Linked DNA regions of Pan troglodytes: region 2 is linked to region 1. The links are chromatin contacts, called in public Hi-C maps. All regions are on one chromosome and are shown on one strand. The core of a region is the stretch at or near the end of the contact, and the rest is flanking DNA. Distances in the headings are between cores, read along the strand shown.

Region 1 (5,886 bases), core at 1,429-3,928:
TAAATATAAATACTGCATATTCTTTTATCTGGATTTCTGCTAATCTATTTACAGGTGTTTTAAAAAGCCACATTTTTTGTGACAACTCAGGGAGTTTTCCACCATTCTACTTTTTAACCAAGTTTGGCACTACAGGGCAGCACAAATAAGAAGCATTTGTATTTTTCTTTATGACTGCATAGCACTGTGGGTTTTCAAACAGGAAGACAAATATTGAATTTGAAATTCACTCCTTACCAGCTTTTAAATTTCATATGGCATTCTAATAAATTTTTTTTAAAACTTAAATTTTAAAACCTTATGATGAGAAAGCAAGTTTTTAATTAAATTTACAAAGACTTCAACATCTAAATAATGGGAATAACAGCTGTACTTCATGTTTGAAATTAAACCGAGAAACAAGAACCTCAAATTTGAATTTAAGTAATTCTCCTAAACAAAACAAAGACTTGAATTGTTATTGCTTACCGCCTTCTCTTTTCTTTTCTGTTTAATCATATTGGAAAGTACTTTAGCTCGAGATTGTCCCTCTCTGTCCAGCAGATAGGCAGGTACTGCTCCCTGTGGTGTCTTTTCATCATTCTTTTGTTTGGTGTTTCTCTTTTCATGCATCTTGATACTACCAAGAAGGAAAAAAGATTCAAGATTATCTGTTTTAATAATGATTACTCAAAAGATGTTAACTTGTTATGACAAATAAATGAGACCACTTACGTCTTTTTCATTTGTATTTTCTCAGCATGACGCTGTTTATGGTAAAGCTTAGCCTTCAGACCAATCATTTTCTTTGCCTTCTTTGAACGTTCATGAGCCTCTCGACTTTCCTTCTTTCTCTTTTTCTCATGGTAATCCAAACGGTATCCATAGCGTTTACGGTGTAATTCAATATATTCATTCTGTGGCTATAATGATGGAAGAAATATTATTTTAATTTTTTAAAGTACTGACAATCATTCTAAAATGCTTTCTTTTACATAGCACAAAGACCCTGTTTCATCCAAATGTTCACTTACTTAAATGATTCTTGCACCATTAAGTTTATTCACATGATGTAAGTTAAATTTTGGTCTTGAATGATATGAGGCATCAGGACTTACATCTCTAATAATCTCATTAGGGAGTGGTCCAAAATCTACTGGACCACAAAAGGGATGAACTGATTACAGTATCTTTTTTCCTTGACATAATTTGCTTTTTTAATAACACCTTCATTTCACATTTAAAAAATTTAAGTCAGTTTTATTGAAGCATAATTTACACACAGTAAAACCTGTCCTTTTTAGGTATACAGTTCTAAGTTTTTCCTAACTACACAGTTCTGTAACCACCACAATCAAAATACAGAGAATTTCCATTTCCCCCTAAAATTCCCTATGTAACTTTTAAGTCAATCCTCTTTCCCAACTCTCAGTTTGATACCTATCCCTACAGTTTCGCCTTTCCCAGACTGAAACAGGGATCAACAGTAGTACATAGCCTTTTGAATCTGGTTTCTTGCTTTTGGGATTCACCCAATTTGCTGCAGGTATAGGAACTTCAATCCTTTTTATTGTTGAGTAGTATGCTATTGTATGGATACACCACTGTTTACCCGCTGACCAGATGATAGGTATCAGGGTTGTTCCCAGTTTTGGGTGATTACGAATAAATCTGCAATAAACAACTGCATGCAAGTCTTCATGTGGACGTGTGTTTACTGCCAGACCGTTTTCCAAAAGTGCATTATTTTTCTTTTCACCAGCAATGTATGGGATGCTTTTTGCATTTTAGACACGTTTTAAACACGCGGCCAGGCGTGAGTCTATTCGTATTTTAAGGCTGCAAAAATAAAAATGATACAAAGCCAAGTCCAGCACAGAGAGCAATGTTAAGTAACAACCAACAAGGTGTGCTGCTACCAACTGCTATCACATAAACTTTGCAGCCATCACATGAAGGGTGTATGGAATGCCATTTTGCAAAGAAACGCAGATTATAGAGACGTAACAGAAAGAGAAAGGACCTGGCAGTTAGATCTGGGCCGTTAAGCCCGGCTTCGCAATTCATTAGCTGTCTGGTCTTTGGCAAGGACGCCTTCAGTTTCCTCAGCAGTAAAATGAAGGGAGCGGGACTGACATCTAAGATTGTACAAGGCACAACCATATTCCCATTAGGCTCTGGGGCTGATAACCACGCTTGTGGTGAAATCAGGAATTTTTAGGACTCTTAGCGGTGGATCAAAAAGAAAAAAGAAAACAGGACAGAGTAAAATCTTGCTCCAAAGCTTGTGTTCTGGCAAATACCGTCTGTGTCTCGAATGTGAAGTTGTTTCCACTCCTCAGAGCCCACCCCACGGGTCTACCATCCTTTTCTCTTGGCAGTTCTCATTTCCGCCTACCACCACTCACCCCCTACCCCAGCGCCCCAGAGTCCTCAGGTCCCACTAACTCAGACGCTGTGTGTCGCGAGCGTCCGAGGCATCCTCCTTACCATGGTGACGGCCGCAGAGCCGCCAGGAGCAGCCCCTGGAGTGCGAAAACGCTCTCAATTTTCGGGTCTCAAAGACCCACAAGCCCACGCCACGCAGGCCGGGACAGGAAAGGGTCACCCTTTAAAACGGCCGAGTGAAGAGCAAGAACCACGCAGCGGTTCCGAGCCTCTGTTTTCCGCTTTTAGCTAGGAGGACGGAAGTTGCTGGCAGGCGGCATTTGGCCGGTACACCGCCGGAAGTGTGGAGGTGTGGCTGCCCGAGGCGGTAGAGCGGAGAAAGCCTATTTTCTTTTCGTTTAGATACATTGCCTTTTGCCTAGGCTGGCGTCGAGACTTGAGGCCGTTGCAGACTTTGGCGCGGCTCGCGCCTCCTGCTTCAACAGCCCAGCGGTGAGAGCTGGCCTGCGGCACGCGGCCTAATGCCAGGTGAGTACTGCTCCGAGCTGTGAGACATCGCGCGCCTGTGACCCTGTCACAGCGCTGGGTACCGCTGACCTTTCAGGCTGCGACGGACACAGCCAGCCACGGAGGAGGACAACAGGGCCTCCGGACTCCCCTCGGTGTTCGCTCAGTATGGAAGTTTTTCTCTATCATTCGGCGAAGTCGACTCATCTTTGTTCCGGTCACTCTGTGTAATGTGTGCATGATTGTGAAGGATACTGAGGAATGAAAACTTAGTGTACAGAAAAATGGAACTACTGGGCCTTTGCAGCTGTTAGAAAAGAAGAAGATAACATTCTGGTTTTTTGGAGGTACAGGACTGATTCCAGAAATTTCTGAGGCATTTTGGTGCACCGAATCAAATGCTGAGTGGACTTGTATTTAGTGGCCCCCTAGTGTCAAGAAGTAATTAACTACCAGAAAGTACGTCTACTTAAATACACTGCCAGGTTTACCCTTTTACTGCACAGTTGCAGAAGTTCCCTTAATTACTTCACAGCTTGCAGCGTGATTCAGTTGATGAACAAAAAGAACTGTACCAAAAGAATACTTTCATTAATTCTTAGTGCTTGTATTTGAGGCAGTATTTTGTTTTTGTTTTTATGGGTATTTTGAGACGGCATCTCGCCCAGTCGCCCAGGCTGGAGTGCAGGGGCGCGAGCTCGGCTCACCGCAGCCTCGACCTCCCGGGATCAAGCGATCCTCCGACCTCAGCCTCAAAAGTAGCGAGCTACAGGCTCGCGCCACGAAGCCTGGCTGATTTTTGTAGTTTTTGTAGAGATGAGGTTTCACCGTGTTGCCCAGGCTGGTCTCGAACTCCCGGGTACGAGCGATCCACCCGCCTCGGCCTCCCAAAGTGTGGCTTGAGCCACAGCGCCCGGCTTTGAGGCAGTTTTTGTTTTGTTTTGAGACGGAGTTTCAATCTTGTCGCACAGGCTGGAGTGCAAATGCGCCATCTCGTCTCACTGCAACCTCTGCCTCCCGGGTTCAAGCGATTCCCCTGGTTCAGCCTCCCAAGTAGCTGGAATTATAGGCGCTCGCCACCACACCCAGCTAATATTTTTGTATTTTTAGTAGAGACGGGGTTTCACCATGTTGGTCGGGCTGGTTTCGAACTCCTGACTTCAGGTGATCCACCTGCCTCGGCCTCCCAAAGTGCTGGAATTACAGGCGTGAGCCACCGAGCCCGGCCTTTGAAGCAGTTTTTTAAGGCTCCATTTTCTAAGGTGATCTCATCATTCTCTTTAAAACCAGAAATAGTAACTAGCATTTGTATATTTTAGGTACAGTACGTTATATAATCTCTTTGCCTTTAATGTGCCCCTCCCCGCCGTCCCTCAATCCCCCGAATTTCCTCCCTCATCTACTTCAGGTCTTTGCTTAAATGTCACTGTTTGAATGCCTTCCTTGATCTCTTTACTTACAGTTCTAACTGTCCCAATTCCTCTTTCCTGCTTCATTCTTCTCTACAGCACCCTATCATCATGGGAGAGACTATGTATTGTATTCGTTACTTTTGTTTGTTGTCTGTATCCCCTGACTACGGTAGAGGCAGTATGAGGGCAGAGATTGTTGTCTTTTTTTCACTGCATTAACGCTGATATCTAGAAAGCAGTGGGTAGGCAGACACACAGTAAATTCTTGTTGAATAAATGGGAACGAATAGGCTTGGGCGGGGGAGGGCTGGGTTGTGCAAATTATCTTTTTATTGACAACCACTGAGTTAAAGAAGAGGAAAATGTCTATTAAATGTCTATTACAGTCACAACTGTGGAGAGACTATGAGGCCCTGAACTTTGGCATTACCAATGAAAAGGGAATGGATTCAAGGCCAGGCATGGTGGCTCACGCCTGTAATCCCAGCACTTTGGGAGGCCGAGGTGGGTAGATCACTTGAGGTCAGGAGTTCACGACCAGTCTGGCTAACATGGCGAAACCCCGTCTCTACTAAAAATACAAAAAGTAGCCAGGTGTGGTGGCACATGCCTGTAGTTCCAGCTACTCGGGAGGCTGAGGCAGGAGAATCGCTTGAACCCAGGAGGCAGAGGTTGCAGGGAGCTGAGATCAAGCCACTGCACTCCAGGCTTGGTGACAGGGCAAGACCCTGTCTCAAAAAAAAAAAAACAACAACAACAACAAAGGGAACAGATTCAAATATATTTAGGAAATCAAATGTAAGTATTAGATGACTTTCTAAATAAGAGTAGTGAATGTTTCTTAGCTAAAATCCAGAAAAGAACAGACTTAGGAGTAGTAATGAGGTTTCACATATCTTAATAACATGGATCACAATGGTTTAACACAGGGGTGTCTAATCTTTTGGTTTCCCTGGGCCACACTGGCAGAATTGTCTTTGGCCACACATAAAATACACTAATGATAACTAACAATAGCTGATGAGCTAAAAAAAAAAGTAAAAAAAAAACTCATAATATTTTAAGAAAGTTTACGAATTTATGTTGGGCTGCATATAAAGCTATCGTGGGCCGCATGTGGCCTGCAGGCCACGGGTTGGACAAGCTTGGTTTAACATGGTCTGTCTGTCTCCCCAGCATCCCCAGTCTCAGCTGCGTCCTTATATTTCTAATAGCTTTGATATTGTACTTGAAACATAGTGAATATTTAGCAAATGTTTTTAAACTAAAGATGCTTAGTTTCTATAATCAGAGAGGAAGAGGACTTGCTTTTATATATTTTTTACATGATTTAGTTTTTACATGGTATGGTAGGAAAATCAGAGTATACAAATGAATCAATAAATTTTACTGCCAATTAGAAATTACCAAGTTAATATGTGGATGCTTAGCTTTTTATGCTTAATTCTATACATTTACATAACAATGCATTTTGGTTGATACAATGTTTTGTAATTTCAATAAGTTGATTTCTACTGTATCGCCATATCTTTCTTTAAACATTACATTGACAAATAAGGGACATTTTAAACCTAAAAACCATATTTCTCATATTTAATCA
Region 2 (5,886 bases), core at 1,662-4,161, 870 kb after region 1:
TTTTGGCCTGTGAAGTTTAAAAAAGAACACTCAGTCACAGCTGTCTTTTCTCTGGATTTTAAAAGTCCTTGACTTGATTTCTCAGTCTTATGTAATATACACAAAAAGTATATAATATGTAAAATATGTTGTATACATGAGAAGATCTGACATTTGCCATTTTTTCACATTGACACATAGTGGCACCTAGTAATGTACCTAATTCAATTTTAGATAAAGCTAAACTCTGGAGCCCTGACAAGCAGGAAGAGGCCAACCAGCCACCTCCCAGAATCATATTTTACTCCTTTCCTATTTCTGACATCTCACTTTCAGTAGACATTAATAGGAAGTTTTATGTATTTAATTCTTAAAGAGAGAGTTAATACCTATGTATATAGCAGTAAGTCAAAAAAGAAGATTCCCTTTGGGAATCGCTGTGTCCCAAGCAAAAACTGGTCAGATTAATTAAAAATTAACCACAAAAAAAGTAGGTGAAATGTGGGTGGTGACAGGAAATCAACTCTGCAAGGAGAGGAGGGTCAAGGAAGGTGAAAGAAACAAGAATATTCCAAAGTAAAAGGTGTTTCAATTACTTTGGCGCCATCTGGTTGCAAAAGGGCCCCCGGGTGCCAGAGCTGCCAGACATAGTGGGTGAGAAGCAAAGGTTTGCAGGGCAGAAAGACCAGAAGTCAGAGAGCACAGACACACATATACACAGGAGAGTTTTTAATCTTTTTAATAACTTTTCAATCGTTGCTTTGTTTACACCTACATGACACAGGAAGTGCAAGCACATTTGAAGAAGAAATAAGTTAGAAAGTTTAAATATGAATATTTAAATCAATTGAGAACAATTCAGAAAAGCACCTTTGTCCCACTGACTGCCGTGACAGACCAGAACCTGAGGCTATTTTATTATAGACAGTAACCGCTGCCGTTTACTAACAAATCAGTTCACAATACCTTCTCCCCTGCATCAGAGACGGCCAAGTCGGTTACCACACCCTGGATCCCGGGATCCACATCCGAACAGCCTCTTCCTTCTCTCCCTCCTGTGACTAATGCTGGAAGCACGCCATCGAGACAGAAACAAAAAGGACAGCGTCAAACATCGGCCAGCCCACCGGGTTCTTCTGTACACGGCCAACACATATTTCAAAATAGGAAACACCACAAAATAATACATATTGAGTATTCTTAGATGAGGTGCTTGGATGAGCGCAGAGCAACGCATGTGGTCCCTGCCCACATGGGGCTTACACGCTAACAGACAGCAACTGACGAACCGCACAAAGTATCACCATCTTTGTACTTTTCTTTCTTGCACTGAAGTGTTCGTGTGTTGTTTGTGTTACAGAGGGTAGAATCTACATCTCACTCTCACTTAATAGGAAAATGCCTCCTGGGAAGGATGAAATTTAAACAGGTGCTGTAGAACAAAAGCAAGGTCTCTTGGCAGACTCAAGTCTGTAAAAAGTCTCTCTTGTGGCCAGTGCAAGAGCAGCAGACGATAAACAAGGTTTAGGAGGAAGGAGGAGTCCGAAGCAGGAGGGAGACATCTTTCTAGGAAGGCGGAGATGGCTAATACTTCACGGTCTCATAGTCATACAAACCAAGAACCTGTCCCTATCTCTGAATAACTTATTTTTTAACAATTTCTAAATGTGTTGTTTTTCTCACATTTCTTGTTATGCTTTAGATTTACAAATACTATGTATTTAAACTATGAAAACATAGAAACTAGTCCCGAAATATTTTTAAGTACCAAATACAGATTTCACTTCATCCATTAAATCTCTGTTGGCAGGATTTTCTTTCTTTCTTTACCCATGTGAACTCAGTTAAAACTTAAACTGTGCCCACCTTGCACTGATTAAAACTAGAATTTTCAAAGCCCAAAACAGTGTTTTATTAGAACCATGTCCAATCCAGACCCTGACAAAATCGATATTCACTTTGTGACACTGTTTGTTTGTATAATTTTTATTGTGTCATTTTGAAACTTTATTTCCAATATAGGAAATGCCTTTTTCTTTAACAAAAATACTTATGTCTTTGGAAAATGAGAGTCCTCTAGGATTTCAAAGACCTCTTCTAATACAAAGAAGTTTTTGTCTAAACGGAAACGGCTTCCGATGAGATCAGCTAAAAACAAGTCCATTTTGTTCAAGCTGATCAGCACTTATTCACTTACAATGAGGGACATTTTATAGGTTTCTCTGTCATTTGAAAAATGGTTCTACTATTGGGTGCTATTCCTAACTCTTAAAGAGTGGCCAAAGGCATCACTAAAGAATTCACCACTCTGTTTCTCACTCCCTCATAGAAATTAGGAAAATCAAATGGGAAAGAAGCTGATGACAAGGCAGAAGAATAAAACACAGATCAGGTCCCTGTCCCTGTATCCAATTTCAGGGTGGGCCAGAGGGTCTCCAGTGAACAGAACTTTCCTAGAAGTAGAAGATACTCATCATGTATACTGAAGACTGAAAATAGAGCTGTCTGCTTGGCTTATAACCTCAGGCTGACATAAGCCTGATGCAGAAGAGCCCAGTTCTCCAAGTCATTTGCAGAACCGACCCATTCAGTCACAGTTGTAGACCTCCATTTAGAGCTAGCCTTGTGCCTTGAACAACTTTATAAAGAGAATCAAACTCTCATAGCACCATGTTCCAGTCTGACCCAGAACTGAAGAGGCCTTGGGGTACAGGACCCCACCAGCCGGCTTCGGTACTTCCTCTACCTGAATCCCGATATCAGACCCCTCTAAAGAGCCTCTCAATGGTTCTGGCAAATGCCACGGGTGTCCCTTTGAAACTCTCCCCAGTCATGAGAGATGTGGATACAGACAAGGAGACCTTCACTGCCTGGCCTGAAGGGAGGGAAGGCACGGCCGCGGGCTCGGGCAGCTGCGGAGGGGAGCCTCTCCAGCTGTCCCTGGGGCGAGGCTGAGAGCAGCAGATCCCTGCACGTATTTTTAGACAGAGACTCCTCAATGGCATAATGAGGTTCTTCTTTTAAAAGGAAATCACCCAGGGCAGTACAACTCCCCTGATGAATCTGGGCTGTGTCAAAATGAAAAACATATGTGCGCATTCTGAAAATAGAAACTCAGGATTAGATAAAGCAGAACTTGAGAGAGGAAGATAATTAGTGGTGCTGATGTTTAAAAAAGAAAAAAAAAAGAAGTATAGAATTAAAAAGCTATACTGCATCTATATATCTTAATTAATCAAGGGATGTTGTTAAAGAAGTTCTGAGTTCAATTTAATCTTCCAATCTTGAGTTCAATTTAATCTTCTGATCTCTAACTACTGAAGACATTTTATCCATTTTATCTTACGCACATAAGACCTTGTGGAAGTAAGGTTGTTACCACCTGCACAGGATGAAAAGTATACTCTTTATGCTCTTATCTTAGAAACCTTTATGGAACTAAGTAGCCTACAACTATACATATAACAGGATAGCTAGGTTCGGGGAAATTACCTAAACCAAATCTCTACATTCTATTTTTTTTATATTTAAAATGTTTTGAAACAATGTTTTCATAAATGAATTCTGACATGAACTAAAGTGTAGGATGGCACAGATCAAGAATTTTCTGGCACTTCTGCTTTAACCATACCACCAAACTTCGTGTGTGTGAGAGAGAGAGAAAGAGAGAGGGAGAGAGAAAGGAGGGAGACGGAGGGAGCCGTGTGTATATTTCTGGTTTTCTGAGTTGTTTTCTCAGTTGATGCACATGAGATTAGGTTTAAGGGCTTGTTCTGTAATTGACCGCAGGGACTCCTTTTTTAAAAAACCTGAAAAGTTAAAAAGTTCTTTCAAAACTGTAATGAATAAATCATATCAAAAATGAGGCAGGGTAGGGGTTGGGGAAGGTCCGATATTTGGCTGGCAAACAGAGCAGTAGAACCCACCAACTACTCTTTAGATCCTCATACTTGAAACCCCAGTGTCATTATTATATGCATATGATACTCATTTAGGCTAGCATATTTATTCTCAGTTTTTTTCTAATTTAAAAAAATATATCAAGTCCCCTTCAACCAGAGACAGTCATTGCCTTTACTTTATGTGGCCACTGTAAGCTCCAGGGATTGTGCTCAGGCTCATTGCCAAGGCCTGCATTTTCACTTACAGGCAGTCGGTGATCCTGGTACATCATGAGAACTGAGTGTGTCCGCCAAGACAGAGTCTCCACAACTGTCCTCACATGATTGACTCACGGCGCCCATCTGTGAGGCCTTCACAGCAACCTGTAGGCTCTCAGCTAAGATGGAGAAAAACAAAAATAAATCTAAAAAACAAAGATAGGTATATATTTAATCTAGACCAGGAATTGGCAAATTGCATTTGGCCTGTCCCTGTTTTTATATGACCCAGGGGCTAAAAATGATTTTTACATTTTTAAAGGTTGTCAAAACATGGGCATGTGCCTACGCACGTGCGCACACCACACACACACACACACACACACACACACACACACACACACACCCCAGAGACTGTGTGATTTACAAAACCCAAAATACTTAATATCTGGCCCTTTATAGGAAAAGTTTGCAGATCTTTAATCTAGACCAATACTTTTAGCATCATTTTACGACAGAGAATTAACTCAATAAAAAACTATAAACCCATTATATTAAAATATCTCAAATGCAACTTTCAGTAAATTGGTATGCCTAAAAACTTCCTGTCATTCAGTTAGTATAAATATACCAGGCATTAAAATTTTAAAACCTGTTGCCCAGAAATATTAGCTATTCCTCAAAAGAGTATTTTCCCTACACTTGTCTTTAGAAATACAGATTCCCAGTCTTTGGCTCTAGACTTACTGGATTTGATTCTCTGGAGGAGAAAACAGGATCTATATTTTAAATAAGCACCTGTTCTAGGGGATATTGGGCATTTGACAACTAAGAGGGGAGTTTACAGATTGGAGGAAGAAAGAGACATACACAACCCACTAGACCATACAGAAGCATGTGATCAGCACTCGTCTCCATCAGCATTATTAGAGCATTATAAATGCTACTGCAGCATGGAGGAGGAAGAGCATTCTATTAGCTATTAGGATTCGGAATATGTTTTTACAGGAGGTGAAAACTGAGCAGGACCTGGAAAGATGGATGGGTTTCAAGAGGAAGAGACAGAAGAAAAGAAAGGAAGGAGGAAAAGCTGTCCAGCAGAGTGAAGTCCCAGGAAGAAGATTCAAGGTGCACTACTGAACTGGCTTTTTGTCGGAAGATAACTCCCTCACTCTGATAAGAACTCCTGCTTGATCTTTCGGCTGCAAATGGGGCTGGATGGTCAGTGACCCAGGGTGGATTATCCAACTGCGGCTCACGCGGCACCTCCATTGCCCTGGGTTCTAAGCAGCTGGGTCCGCTGCTGCCCCGGCACCTCTGTCACAGTGTGCCAGAGGAATGGAAGCAGATGAGCGTACAACCCAGTGTTAGTGAAAGTTTTGGTGAGGGAGAAAGTTAAAGCCACTGGCTGATACTGAGAGTGGGCGATTTATTTCATCAAGCCTTTATCAAAGACAATGAGGGAGGTCACTGCTTCTTGTCAACCCACTTGGAAGTTTCTTCTTGACTTTATTTCTAAAATATATCTCGACTCGGCCTCTTCTCTCTGCTCCCGTTGTCAATGGCACTGGTCTAGACCAAGGCTCATCTTAACTTCTGTGATTACTTCCTAACAGGTCTCCAGGCAGATTTGTCTCCTAATCTCTTGTCCATTCAGCAGCCAGTGTTTTAAGACATAAATAAGATGACGCCACACCCATGATTAAAAGCTTCCAATGCTTTCCATCACATTTGGAATAACATCCTCTTTTAAAATTATTTAAACACGGCCTACAATGATCTGATCCCAGTCTGCCTGGCCCACACC

Evidence for each region. A called contact is a pair of places that touch in the nucleus more often than the background predicts.
Region 2: a Hi-C map of stem cell-derived neural progenitor cells shows a contact between it and region 1, with 4 times the contacts expected there. The contact joins the enhancer-like site here to the promoter of GFM2 in region 1. A contact is called at or near these places in 1 of 7 Hi-C or Micro-C datasets (stem cell-derived neural progenitor cells) and 1 of 1 datasets of contacts at active chromatin or transcription factors (stem cell-derived excitatory neurons).

The regions. Positions count from the first base shown.
Region 1 is chr4:41,284,496-41,290,381 of NHGRI_mPanTro3-v2.0_pri, forward strand. It overlaps GFM2 (GTP dependent ribosome recycling factor mitochondrial 2), which reads left to right and starts at 2,679. Exons shown (of 21, transcript XM_001150063.6): 1 at 2,679-2,895. It overlaps NSA2 (NSA2 ribosome biogenesis factor), which reads right to left and starts at 2,550. Exons shown (of 6, transcript NM_001246638.2): 1 at 2,470-2,550; 2 at 715-902; 3 at 469-619. The coding sequence starts at 2,472.
Region 2 is chr4:42,153,885-42,159,770 of NHGRI_mPanTro3-v2.0_pri, forward strand. ARHGEF28 (Rho guanine nucleotide exchange factor 28) reads right to left here. Exons shown (of 35, transcript XM_016953152.4): 28 at 4,127-4,258; 29 at 946-1,046. Among named protein-coding and RNA genes, the nearest start is that of ARHGEF28, 270 kb to the right of the region's middle. Within about 2 kb of position 2,912, at least 5 of the 24 cell types and tissues checked have an H3K27ac peak or open chromatin away from gene starts, as enhancers often do. A contact at or near this core is called in stem cell-derived neural progenitor cells, where this site is marked.